2 separate regions of the Pan troglodytes genome follow, and region 1 is linked to region 2. Evidence: chromatin contacts called from public HiChIP or PLAC-seq data. All regions are on one chromosome and are shown on one strand. The core of a region is the stretch at or near the end of the contact, and the rest is flanking DNA. Distances in the headings are between cores, read along the strand shown. Region 1 holds the start of SYT13 (synaptotagmin 13). Region 2 holds the start of TP53I11 (tumor protein p53 inducible protein 11).

Region 1 (6,664 bases), core at 1,696-4,195, 330 kb before region 2:
CTGGTATATTTTCGTCCCTCCTGCATAGCACCATATGTAGACACCACAAATGTTTGCTAAATAAGAGAACCTCCTATATTTGAAATTCTTTTCTCCAGATAAAAGCATTTTAGTACCTTAGAAGTTCAGAGTGATTATTCAGAATATTTAAACATCTAACATGTACAATATTGATCAAAATAACAATGGGAACATTTCATCAAGAGGCTGGGGAACCTTCAAAGATCCATCCCTCAGCCTCGTAGATGCCTCCTAAGCATCTTGTTCTGGCTGCTCTTAGAAATGTGGCCTCAGCACTTCCAATTATTTGTGGGTCCCAGCCTCAGACTGTCTTAACTGATCCACTCAGCTGACTCAGTTAACTGCCTTTCCCAATAGGCATACTCTCATTTTTCAAAGGAATCTAGTGATGCCTTTTTTCTGTGGGTTGTCATTAAAGGCCACTGTCTGCATATCAGTAGCCAAGAAGCAAACATCATATCTTTGATGAGATATATGAGGGTGACTGGTTGGGTAGCAAAGGTAGCCCAGAGTCCTGATCACTCAACTGGGCTTCAGATCCCCTGGGGTCTATTCCTAGCTCTGCCATAGGTTCACTATGTGTGAAAGAGGCACAAGGCAAGCTCTTCTTCTTGGGCTGGGGTCCCTCTTCCTGTTATAAATGAAGGCCACTGCAGCTGCTGTCATCCCAGTAACCATAGTAACAATGGATCACGTGACAGGTGTCTAATTCCCCATCAGACATTTTCTGATATTAAGTGTTCTTCATCCTTCCCCTTTAACCCCACCCCAGATCCTGTTATGAGTAGTGGCATTGATGGTCTCCCAGGGCAGCCGTTTGAGCATGGGAGACCTGGAGCTGACAGCATTAATTAAACCTCTATTTCCACAAAACATTTTGCATTGCCAGGCCCCGGAGCCAAGAAAACCTCCCAGGGCAGCTCTTATGTGAGAGATTGCTAAGGCTGTCACCAGGGACTGCAGTGCTTCAGCTCTACAGTTTGCAGCAAATGGGGATCAGTAGGAAAATGTGCCTGGCATACAGCAGGCACACAATAAATACTTGTGGAAAAGTCAGTTTACTAAAATGGAGCTCATATCACAAACAGGATTCCTTCAAAACACTGGAAATTCTGCATAAGATGATCATATGAATTATTCCACGGTTACTGAGTGCCTGCTATATGCACCCATGGGTGATAACATGGAGACTCTAAAGATGTTAGCTTGTTGAAGGAATCCCAAGTCCATGGGGTGGCTGAGGCTCAGGGGCACATTGGGAAGTGTGTAGAGAGGAGTCTGGAAGGCTTAGCAGGGGCCACATCACAAAGGGATTTGGATAAAGGTTGAGTCTCTTGGGTTTATTCTTGGAGAACCTTTGAGAGCTGTGAGTGACATGATCAGCTTTGTATTTTGGACACCTCCTTTTGATGTCACTGAAGGAAAGAACTAGAGGGAGACTATTGTTTTGATCAAATAGTGTTCTAGAATTTCTGAACCCAGGCCTTAAGACAACTGGCAGCTTCTGCTTCATTCCTCTTAGAATCCAGCCAGCATGCTGTGAGCAGCTCCAGCACCATGGAGAGGTGACATAGAGGACAACCAAAATGCACCAGCTGACAGCCCCATTGTGATCCCAGTGGCAGCCAGCACCTACTGCTCACCACGTGAGTTCACCATTGCACCATCTGCAATGGTGTCTGGAGAGCTGATGTCCTAGTCCAGCTGAACCCCTAGATGACTGCAGTCCCAGAAGACAACATGTTGAGCAGGAAAACCACCCAACTGAGCCCAGCCAACCCATGAAATCATGACAAGTAACACAATAACTGGTCTAAGCCAGTAAGTCATCGGTGGGTTTTTATGCAAGTGTAGATAGCTGAAAAACTGGAGGACGGGTGGGTTCCCAGGTGGTGGTCACAGCTACAGCTCAGAAGAAAAGATCTGGCTGGAAAGGCTATAGATTTAGGAGACATTGGCTCATAGAAATGTGAAAGCTCTGTTGTGGATGAAATCACCTACATCCCTTTTCACACATGCCCAGCACACCTAGAGCACAGCCAACCCACAGCAAATATCTGCTGAATTAAATTCAACACTCCATATAATGAAGAACACTAAAAAGCCACTGTTTTCTTGAGCTAAGACAGTCCTCATGCCCGGAATTCTAATTTCCCCTTGTTCTAAGCATAGTTTTATGCTCACCCTCTCTGAATCAAGTGTGTACTCCTAGCTGCTGCGTTTTATCTTCTTTATCCTCCTAAGACAAGTCCGTTTGAGTGTGGACTTGGAATCTGCAAACATAAGCTTGGGTTCAGGGTGATGATTTTTCTACCTGTGCACCTCTCTTCTGAGCCTCGGCTTCCTCAACTATATATAAAGGTGAGAATACCTGCTGATTAGGTAATAAAGGTGAACTCTTGGGCAACCCTAAGGGGATACAGCTGTATTGTCCATCTTCAGCAGGACACAGGTACAGCCTCAACCCAAACATCCCATCTGTTCCCTCTACCTGTGGCCTGTTCCTCTTCCCTGTAAGAACCATCTCCCAGGTTGGGGAGCTGGGAAATCTCCAGCTTTGTGTTTGAAAAAGCTCCCGGAAGACCCAATTTTACAGCCAGCTTGGCCAGCTGCTGGGGTAGAAGGGTGAGCAAGGAGCTAGTAGTCTGGGGTAGTGACTCCTAGAGTCGCAGATCTGGTTGGAGCCCAGGTTTGTCCTCTAACACAGTGTGACCTCCGCAAGCTCCAGCACTTCTTGGGCCCAGTTGTCCCCTGTTGTACACAAAGCATTAAGAATGGCCTGAAACAACCCCAAGGCTCCTTCCACCTGGAAGGCTCCGGCTCCTGTTGGGGTGGGGGTCCGGTCACGTGTTGGCGGGGAGGGGGTTGCCGGTTGACGTGGCTGCGGGTCCAGCCTCCTCTGACGTCCTCGCAGCCGTCCTCCCTCCCTCCGTCCCCGCCCCTCTGGCGGCGGGAGAGCTGCTGGCTCGCCCGGATCCCGGGAGCTGCCTGGAGGCGGGCCCGGCCCGGGGAAGGTGAGCTGCTGCCGGACCCAGCCCCTCGCCAGGAGCGGGCACCATGGTGCTGTCGGTGCCTGTGATCGCGCTGGGCGCCACGCTGGGCACGGCCACCAGCATCCTCGCCTTGTGCGGGGTCACCTGCCTGTGTCGGCACATGCACCCCAAGAAGGGGCTGCTGCCGCGGGACCAGGACCCCGACCTGGAGAAGGCGAAGCCCAGCTTGCTCGGGTCTGCACAACAGGTGAGCGGGGGCGGCGCGCGGGCCCTTCCCGGGCAAGGCGGGGTTGCCGGGCAGCTGCAGAGGGGGAAATGGGGTGGGAGGCGGTCGTGGATCTTTGCGCGACAAAGCTTGGCGGGGAGGGGACAGCAGACGAGTTGGAGGACAGGTCAAGGAGTCAAAAAGGTAGGGGGATGGGGGAGGCTAGGGGATGGGGGAGACGAGACGTGAAGGAGAATTAGGGAGCGGCGAGCTTGTGGGGACTGAGAGAAGAATGGGGGCCAGCAGCGAGACCTAAAGGGAGGGGACAGGAAAGGGGACCTGGATAAGAATTAGGGCTGGGAAGGGTAAGAGGAGAGGGAGGCTGGGAGGGGAATCGCCAGGGTTAGGGAAGACCCTGAGAGGTACCAGACAATGAGGAGTTTGCAGAATTGGGAAGAGGACTGGGGTCTGTGAGAGGGAGGTGGGTGGTGTTTGTGGAGCCAGGGTAGGGCAAGTCCTGCCAGAGCTGAGAAGAGGTAATGCCTGCAAAGCCAGAGGGGAGGTGGCCGCGGTCCCGCAGGAGCTGGGAAGCTAGCGGGGTCTAGAGAGCTGAATCCCGGAGGAACCTGAAGGACTCTTCCCCACCCCCTAGCAGCTCTGAGCTCCAGCCAGTCAGAGGGGGTTGGTATGGCCTCCCCCAAGATGTCTCTGCAGATGTCCCTGGAGACAGGAGGGCTTTTATCCCATGCATTTGCTCATGGCCAGAGCCCCTTCGTGCAGGAAATAGCCGGTGCTCCCATTGTAAAGAGCAGAAGGGGTCTGGGGAAGCAGTTTGGAAGGATTTCCCTGCATAGGCTGTGACCTCCAGGATGCATTTCCAAAGTACAGAATGCAGAATGTTCTCTGGAGAACCAGGAGGCAAAGAGTCCTGCTAGAGTGATTTGAGGAAGGATGGCCCTGGGGCAGGGGCATGACTTAAAGGACCTCCTAAAGGCCCTCTAGATCCCTTATAGACTGTATGGTTCCAGGAGTGGCACTAAAATGCTGTGACTCCATCTTCCTTTTTCCAATCAATAATTCAAAAGCTCAGAGGACGCAGTTGTGTGGGGCCTGTGTCAGTCACTGTACAGTGAGAGTGGAAAGGAAATGGCTGCTGTCCTTGAGGCACTTATAATCCAAGAACAGTGACATTGACAGTGGCTAAATAGGAGCCAGCTGCACAGCAGAATGTGGGACTTGGGACGATCTGGAAAAGGGGAATAGTGGGCTTTCCACTGGCCAGGGGTTGGGAGTCCTTCTCCACAAGTCGTGGTCGGCCGCCTCTCAACCTTCTTTCCTGCCCAACACACTTGAGGAACAGCCACTCTTCTGCCTTTCAGTGATGTCTCTCCAGGCACCGCCCCCTCCCCTTCCTAGAGAGAACCACTGGGAAACTAGTTGGTGTAAATGACCTCTAGGGTCTCTTCCAACTCTTTGTCTTATTGATGACCAGTAGCCCACAGAACGGCTGATCATCTGTTAAAGAAAAACCAGGTTGTGTCTCTCCCCTGCTTCAAATCCTCCACAACTTCTCACTGAGCTTGGAAGAGGTCATAGCAAACCATGACATAGCATACACTGTGTGCCAGGTGCACTGTTCAGAGTACACTAATTAATGTGTTTCTTGACCCAGTGAGGGAGCCATAGAATGATCCTAACTTAAAGATGAGGAAACTGAGGCTTAGAGAAGGTAACTGACTTGCCTAGAACTGCACAGCTAGAGAAGTTTTAGAGCCAGACTCTAGCTGAGCTTGTCTGATTCTGGAGGCCACACTATTAGCCACTCCTCTCCACCCACTCACCTGCTTTAACAAGGAAGGTGCCTGCCTCTCCAGCCAAGCTCATGCCAGTTTCTTTCTTCATCAGCAGTCTTGGCCTCCCTGGATTTACGATCATTCTTTTAAAACACCAAGCCCTTTTCTGCCCCTTCATTTTTCTCTGACCTTTCATACAAATGGCTCCTTCTCATCCTTCAGGTCTTTTTCCATTTGAAGTCTCAGGGAGGATTTTGCCTACTGACACATAAAACAAAACACCCTCTTCCTGTTATTCTCTCCCATATTGTTTCTAACAAATCCTTTTATGGCACTCTTTACATTAGGATGCAATCTTTCATATTCATTTACTGGTGTAATATTTATTCCCAGACCCTCTCAGTGCCTGGAAAGTAGTAGGTGTCCAATAAGAAATTGTAGATGAATAAAGTCATCTCAGGGGTCATCCAATGGGGACTATCACCTTCAAATACTGGTGCATGCACCATGTCTTTGTAACCAAGTGCAAGCTCAATAGGGGCACAATAAATATTTGTTGATACATGATACCTGCCCATCCACATTCCCTTACCTGGTTCCCTCAGTGACAAAGATGTGGGCAACTTGGGGCTGAATCTATGGGTGTGAATGTGTTGAAGCTGAGATCTCACAATGACTTGGTTGCCGTTGTTCTCAGATTCATTCAGCCACTGGCCCAGAAGAAGTAAATAGAGAAAAGACAACCAATTGACATTTCAAAGCAAGTAAAGAGGGTGGCAACCATTAGCGGTGACAGATGACAGGAGGGTGATGTACATGGCACCTATTGACAAGTAGGACAAGAGCCAGGGAAGCTCTCTGAGGATGTTCCTTGAGGAAAGAAGGTATGGGGGCTGGAAAATAGGGGTCTAGATGACTGTAATCACAACAGAGGTGTCCAAGGCCTAATAGCCAGTGTCTCTGTAACTCACTAGTTTTGGCTGCTGAAAAAATTCTTTGGGTTTGGAGGCTATTCCTAGAAATATGATTTCTGACCCTGAATGGCTGGATGAAGTTGAAGTTTGTAGTGATTTTGAAAAGAAATTTGGAGTTTTCCCAGGGGTTTTGTTTATTTTTTACATAGGGTCTGACTCCATCACACAGGCTGGAGTGCAGTGGTGTGATCACAGCTCACTGAAGTCTCGACTTCCTGGGCTCAGGTGATCCTCCCACCTCAGCCTCCCATGTAGCTGGGAATACAGGCACGTGCCACCACGCCTGACTAATTTTTTTTATGTTTTGTAGAGACAAGGCTCAACATGTTGCCTAGGCTGGTCTCAAACTCCTGGGTTCAAGCAATTTGCCTGCCTCAGCCTCTCAAACTGTTAGGGTTACAGGCATGAACCACTGTGCTTTGCCCCCAGGGATTCTTAATCTGGGTCCACAAACCTCCCACCAAAGGGTCTGTAGATAGCATTAAAAGGTTCGTGGTCTTGGATAGGAAAAAAATGACATCATTATTTTCACTTACCTCTAACTGAAGCAGTATTTTCTGTAATTAGGAATAGCAACAAAAACCATAGTGTATCATCCATACCTGTGACTTTGTCCCCAAGGGAAATCACAGATAGCTTGGTAGCACATTACAGCTGTTGCAGATGGTTCACATTAGA
Region 2 (7,141 bases), core at 495-2,994:
GGGTTACACCAAGCAGAGCACTGGCAGGTGTCCCCAAGTCTGGGAGGACATTGCACATGAATGACGCTGGGGGCCCTCGCTTCAGCAACCCAGAGCCCTGAGTGCCGGAAAGGCAGAAGAGGGAGTGACAAATGAATTCATCAACCCAGCTTGGCCCAGCTCTGTAAAGGCAGTGAGGTGAGACTGAGTTGTTGCAGAAATTACTATAGAGCCTTGAGTCAGATGGCTCCACCCAACACACCTTAAAAATAATCCTCATCTAGAGTCACATACTTTGATTGATTGATTCATTCATTCATTATTGGCTATCACTGTCTAGGTGTTTGGCTGGGGGCAGTGTCAGTGGCACTGGGGCATCAGAGTTTATCTACCTTAGTAATCAGGACAGTTTATATTCACTGAGCACTTACTATGAACCAAGGACTGTTCTGTTTACTTCCTTGCCAAGGGCACAGACTCTCCTGCCCAATCCCAGCTCTGGTGAGGACAGTGGGAGCCTGCATGGCACAGAGTCCATGCTCAGTAAACATGAGCAGCTCCTATTAACTCTAAATCTCTACAGCAACCATAGCCGGTTCTTACTATTGGTTGCTCTAGGTGACTTACTTTGTCCAAGGCCACACAGGCACTAAAAGGCAGAGCCAGGATTTGAACCTAGGTGATCTGGCTCCAGAGCCTGCTCTATTAACTGTTAAGGAACTGGTGCAGACAGAACCGAGACCTGGAGTCAGAATGCCCACCTAGCTAGATGCCTGGGGCAGCCACTCACCTCTTTCTGTCTTATTTACTTGTGAAATGGAGCATGTCATCAGCCTTGCCTTCCTTTTCCTGCAGCCCCCCACCCCGGTTCCTGGCCCACTGTGACCATCAGATCAGATGAAAGAGATCCAGGCATTTCTCTAAGGAGAGCACAGGGTGGTGGGGGTTGGGGTGGGAGAGAGCACATTATTTTCCCACCATAAGGGGTCGAAGGAGCCCAGAATTTGGGGGTGGGGCCTTGTCTGTAGGAGCCTGGTTCTCTCAGGTTGACACGCCACCAGAGAGCCTCCATGACCCCCAACCCTCATCCTCACCCCAGCCCCCCATAGGATGTGTAGAGACAAAAGGTTTGACAACTGTAGCGCCAACAAGCGTACTAGAGCCCCAGATAAGATCCTAGTCTCCTGACAGCGCAACTGACAGCAGCATCTCTGGATTTTAGGGTGGAGTATGAAGAAGGTGGCCGTAGTGACAGTGGGGTCATGTTATTTGGCCAAGTCACACCAAGCAGGGAGAGAGAAGGGTGGGCCTAGGCTGGAAGCCTGAAGGCTGAGTGAACTCAAACTTTAACGACCATGGCCTGTAAAATGGGACTAAGCACAGCGCCCTTATGGGTTGCTGTGAAAATCAAATGAGTTAATACTTGTAACTCCTTTAGCATATGGTGCCTGGCATCAGAGAGTGCGCAGCAAACGGTGACTATTGTCGTGACTGTGTTATTACACACTTGGGTATCACCGCCAGCCAAAGCAGTCCCTTCCATTTCAGGCACCGGCCTGGGCCCGGGAGACACCGCAAGGCTATTTAAGATGGTGTGGTTTGCCCATCTACGTTGATCGTCCCAAGAAAAGGGCACCGTCTGCAGAACTTGCCAGGAAAGTCATCCTGGGCGGCGCGGGCCACGCCAGGGTCTCCCCGCGCGGCTTCCTCCCCCGGCGCCTTCTCTCGGGCGCGCGTGCGCCCCCTGCAGGCGGCCCCCGGGAGAGCCTCGCGGGGGAGCCGGGAGCCTGGTTTCCCCGCCAACCCCCATCCCGCCCGCCCCGGCGGCCACCCTGGGGGCGAGGCAGCCCGGCGCGTGGGAGGGGACGGCGCGCCATTGGCTTGTGCGCGGAACCGAGAGGAGGGACCAGCGCGGGCCGCCAGACTCGGTAAGCCCCGGCCGCGCAGGGCGCCGCGCGCAGTCCAGCCGGCCCGGCCCTGCCCTGCCCTGCCCTGCCCTGTCCTGCCCTGCCCGGCCCTGCCGTGCACTGCCCGGCCCCGCACGGGCGGCGCGATGTGAGGCGTCCGAGCCCAGAGCCTCCGCCTGGCATCAGCTCCACGCAGCCCAGCGCCGGCACGCGCGAGGCCCGTAAGTTCTGCTCCCCGCCGCCGCTTCCGAGCCGCGGACTTTCCCCTCCCGCCGCCCGCCGCCTGCGCAGCGCAACCCAGCGGGGCTCCTGCAGCCAACGGGACCGCAGAGGGGCGGCCGGGACCCCACGCGCGCTAACCGAGCGCCCCGGGACATCTCGGCACCCGCTGAGCCCGCTGGGACCCCAGGGGGTCGCCTCCCCAGCTCCCCAAGGCGCCGTCCCGCAGCCCCTTCCGTCTCCCCTGCGCGCTCTCCCCTCGCCGCCCCTCCCTCTGACTCGGTTTCCCCTCTCCCCCGGCTCCGCGGTCGCCCTCCTCCTGGACTGCTTATTTCGTCCTCGGCCACTGCCTCTCGGGCTCGAGCTTTCTGCTTCGGAGCAGGAGAGAAACGGAGCGAAAGCAGTTTCTGTCTCCCCGGGGTCTGACTCGGTCCCCCGCGCTCGGTTCTCTGTCCCCTCCCCCTCCCGCCATTGTTCCCGGCAGGAGGAGTGCGCGGCGCAAACTTGCGAGTTCCCCCAGTCTTTGCCCCCGCAGGGCCGCGGACGGAGGTGGTGGCGGAGTTCACGCTGCCCACAAGTCTGGCCCGACCTTCTGGGGTGGGGGCCTGGGGGCAGGGGCCCTGGGCCGGAGAACCCGGGGCCGCCTAACGGCTCGGAGCTCACCGCCGGGGGACACCGGCGCTGAGGCCTGGGTCTCAGAAAGTGGGTGAGTGTCTGGAGCGGGGACATCAGGGACAGATTGCAGGGGGAGGGGCGAGGCTGAGAGAGTCCCCCGTCCCCAGGCTGGAAAGGGGCGGGCAGAAACCCAGGCGGCGCCTTAGCCCAGTTAGGGGGTGGGTAGGGGACGCACAGGTGGAGACGCCCCCCACTCTCCCCAAAGTCGCGCGATCTGCAGGAAGGGTACAGTGTGGGGCCACTGGCCGGGCGCTGGGTGGGTTAGGGCCCCTGCCGTGGGCAGAACACTCGCACCTACCCGGGGGAGGCTGTGTGGAGGAAGGGCCAGAACGCCGCGCCCACCCCGGCGCGCCCCGCTGGGCGGGGCGGGGCGGGGCGCTCGCCTTGGGTCCCCTCGCTCTACCCTCCTTCACCCTGACCCAGTCTCGGGCTTCCGCCTCTTCCTGGAGCCCGGGGGGAGTGGGTTTCTCCGCCGGAGAGATGGAGGCTGGGGCAAGAGCAGCGCGGAGGCCAAGAACCCCCAGGCTCCTCCAAAGCCCAGAGCGGCTGGCCAAGGCCCCCTCACCGCCCCACTACCCCGCACTTCCTGATTGGTTTCTTTCAAACGAACTTCTTGACGGGGCAGGCCTGCGGGGAGAAGTCACCGGGGCTGCCCACCCCAACTATGTGGTCCCTTGGACCTCCACCCCTGACGGCCTGTGGAGAGGGGACCAGGACCTGCGGCCCGCAGATCCCAGGGACGCGGGGGTCGTTTTGTTGCAGAGCCAGGAGGGGGCACTGTCCGCTCCTTAGCCTCAGCCCCAGACTTCAAGAAAGGCGAGAAAAGATTTTTCTTGTTGGGTTGTTAGGAAATAAGACTATTCTCCAGGCTTCTGTTGTCCCATCTGTAAAATGGGTCGTCTTGTTCCTGAGGCCCCCTCTGTCCCCACCATCCCAGGAGGCCCCTGCCATGGCCGCTTCTTTCCCAGTCACATGTCGTCAACTTCCTCTGTGCTTCCAAATTTGGAGTGAAGGGCTAAGGCCGAAAGCCCCTTCATCCATGTCCAGCTGTCATGACCTGCCAGTTCTAGGACTGCGACCTATTTTCTGCACAGCTCTGCCTCCAGGCCCCTTGTGGCTTCTCCAGCTCACACCCAGCCTCCCAAGTTCTTTTGATAGCCCCACCTCTGTGGGAAGAAGGGCCTGCCCCTCTTGGGGTAAGGGGGAGGAGGGGGCTGGATTTAACAGGAATGCCCCATAGTCACACAGTTTGGGGCTGTTCTTTACTTTTGCTTATTGAACAAAATGTTTGTGAGCATTACACCAAAAATGGCTTATGGAGCAAAGTGCCAGGGACAGTTTCAGGCACTGGGGAGACAGCTGTGGACAAAATAAAAATTTTTGTCCTCATGGAGCTGATGCTTAAAAGCAGGGGGCAGGGGGAGGCAATTCCCTAATAAAAACAATAAGCAAATTATATAGTGTACTGAGACGTGAAGGGGAAAAGTTGTGTTGGGGGTATTGAGGCCAGGGACTGGGTTGTCATTTTAAATAGGGTGTCAGGGAGGTCTCCCTGAGGAGGTAACTTTTGAGCTACAGCCTTGAGGGAGATGAGGGAGTGAGCTGTGTAGACAGCTAGAGCACAGCCCATGCAAAGACCCTGAAGCTGGAATGTGACTGCCCTGCAGCTAGGGGGGAGTGAGGGGCTGAGGAAGAGTGAGTGACTGAGAAGGGATGAATTCCTCCCCTTTCACAGGTGAGGGAAGTGAGGCTCAGAGACGGTATATCAGTCACCCCAGGACACACAGGCCAGGAGAGGCAGCTGCAGGGCGGGGTGCCTGATGTTCTGACTCCTGGTCCACGATACCTCCCCGGCACCCTGCGTCTCACTGTTTATCCTGCTACACCGGCTGGACCCCTCCCAGGGCCAGCGCAGCATCGTCGTCCTGCCCCAAAGTGACCCTTGCTCTCTCTCATCCCACTTCCTTCCTATGACCACTCCCTTCTGAGCACCCAACTCTGACCTGGCACATGATCCCTAGAAGGGGACCTGCTCTGAGGCAGATTTGGTCAAGGGGCAACTGAGGCAAGGAAGTAGAGTCTTCTAGTCTAAAAATAATGAGCAGCATTATTATTGAACATTAACTACAAAACAGGCGCTGTTCTGGATTTTTTTGGTGCATCTTCTCACTGGTGAGAAGTTGGTGTCATTATTACACCCCATTTAACAGATGAGGAAACTGAGGCCCAGGGAGGCAGAGTCACTGGCCCAAAGGCATACAGCTCATAAGTGGTAGAGCCAGGATGAAGCACAAGCCTTTTAAGTCATGAGCTAGTCCTTTAACCACTAAGCCAGCACCCCAGGATTGGGGAGACACTCAGTCCTGAACTATGGTTGTGGCCCATCTTATCCTGCAAAAAGGGCAGGGACCCTTCCACCTGCCTCCCCCAACTCACCCAGAAGACAAATCACCATTTGCTTTTGAAGAAACGGGCTCAAAATGTGGAGCATCCCTTCGAGGAAGCTCCTGTCCTTTCCTCTCCCTTCCTCTCCCACCCTCTTCTCCCCTCTAAGTTCCTGAACAGCCACGGGGTGGGGGAGGGGCATGGGGAGAGTGGGGTCAGGTCGGAGAGGGAGGTGCCTGCTGCATTCTCACCAGACCCCTAGCCCCATAGGATCTGGAAGTCAGGCTGTCCTGATGACGACACCAGCTGCCCTTGAGGGCCCTGACATGGTCACTGGGCCAAGGGGCAGGCTGGCCTATTCTCAGAGTGGAAAAGGACAGGAATTCTTCATGTTCTGCCCATGTGAATGACCGTCGAGACAGGAAAAACCTCCCAGTGACTTCTGAGTGGTGATGGAGGCCATCAGAGGGCCTGATCCCCTTGCCTACAGCAGCAGCTTCAGACCCCCGGGGGAGGAGCCCAGGAATGCCTCCTTCTTGCCACCTGCTCTGCCCTGACCTCTCGCCCTCTTCAGCACAGTAGGGAATGTTCATATTTGTCCCTAAAGCTTTGGAAATGTTTCTGATGAAAGGTTGGGCTTCCCTCTGCCTTTCTGGAAATTGGGCCCCTTCAAAAAGAAAGAGTAGGAAGATAGGACCTGTGTGCCAGTCCAGGCTGAGGGGTGGCGGGACTTGGGGGTGAGGCAGCTTGAGCTGGGGCCCAGCAGGGACCTGGAGTGTGGCCGCTGTGAGGCAGGGCTGGGAGGGGCCCTAGAGACCACATTCTCATTTTCTTAGACAAAGAAACTGAGCCCCAAAGACAGGGCCTGGCTTACCAGTGATGGCAGAATCTGCCTGTGACCTCAGCTGTCCTGTCTCCGAGCCCAGTGATTCAGGACACATTGCCACCTTCCAGCTCCAGGACAAACCTTCCACTATCAGATCTCAGGGCACATGTTCCTGGAGGTTCTTGGAAATGGGGCGTGGAACCTTTCTCAACTGCAGAGCTGTGTCATGGAGACGGGGGTTGCCACTGCCATGGGACTCGCATCCTGCGCCTGCCTCTCCCGGCCAGTTCCGCTCTGTCCTCACTCTTTGCAGCAGGCTGGACACTGAGCCCAGTGGTGATGCTGAGATGATGAGGAAGACGGATGCTGCAGCATCGCCCTCCACTGGCTCAGGATCTGCTTGAGAGACAAGACTGACTAAGGCAGCCCCAGCCTTTGGAATAATGATGCTCTCGAGGGATGGCCTGATAGCAAGCCAGCTGGAGCCAGCCAAGGCCCATCCACCGGGTAGCCTCGCCTCGGCTTCCTCCTTAGCTGTGGGCCTCCGATGAAACCTACACCCCAGAGGCTGCTGTGAGGATGTCAGTAGTGCAGCCGCTTTCATAAAGCCTCTTTTGTGTCCCATGACTTCTAGATTAGCTGTCTAGCCCCCAGACAGCCTTGTGACTCAGGGACCACCGCCCCATTTACGGTGGAAGGAAGGGAGGCTCCTTCAAAGAGGAGTTTGTCTGCCCAAAGGCACGAGCCTAGTAGTGCAGAGCCAAGATCTGAACACAAGTCCCTTAGTCCCTAAGCCTCTCCAGTACAGCCATTGACAAGTGGATTCACTGCCTGATGGCCCAGGCAATAGATTCTGGGCTAGGGGATCTCTAGACCCCATCCTGCCCAGGGGCCGACGGCAGCCCTGGGAGGGACCGCAGCTGGAGTGGATGACGCAAGCTCTGGACCTTCTATTCCGTCCCGCCCTCCAGGGAGCAGAGATTCTTTCTCCTGCCTCCCCTTCTCTCTGGCCGGGGACCTGAGGCTCTGGCTCTCACTGCCAGCACCCCGCCCCCCAACTCTGTGTTGCCCTGTCCCAGACCCCATTTCCAGCTATTTTGTACTAAAGCGATAACAGAACAATGGGTCTCCCTGCATCCCTCCCCAAGTC

Evidence for each region. HiChIP or PLAC-seq counts read pairs in DNA pulled down with a chosen protein or histone mark.
Region 1: a contact with region 2 is called in an H3K4me3 HiChIP or PLAC-seq map of stem cell-derived excitatory neurons, with 3 times the contacts expected there. The contact joins the promoter of SYT13 here to the promoter of TP53I11 in region 2. A contact is called at or near these places in 2 of 7 Hi-C or Micro-C datasets (induced pluripotent stem cells and stem cell-derived neural progenitor cells) and 1 of 1 datasets of contacts at active chromatin or transcription factors (stem cell-derived excitatory neurons).

What each region holds. Positions count from the first base shown.
Region 1 is chr9:49,295,402-49,302,065 of NHGRI_mPanTro3-v2.0_pri, reverse strand. It overlaps SYT13 (synaptotagmin 13), which reads left to right and starts at 2,945. Exons shown (of 6, transcript XM_521898.7): 1 at 2,945-3,261. The coding sequence starts at 3,079.
Region 2 is chr9:48,959,189-48,966,329 of NHGRI_mPanTro3-v2.0_pri, reverse strand. It overlaps TP53I11 (tumor protein p53 inducible protein 11), which reads left to right and starts at 1,744. Exons shown (of 7, transcript XM_016920720.2): 1 at 1,744-1,907.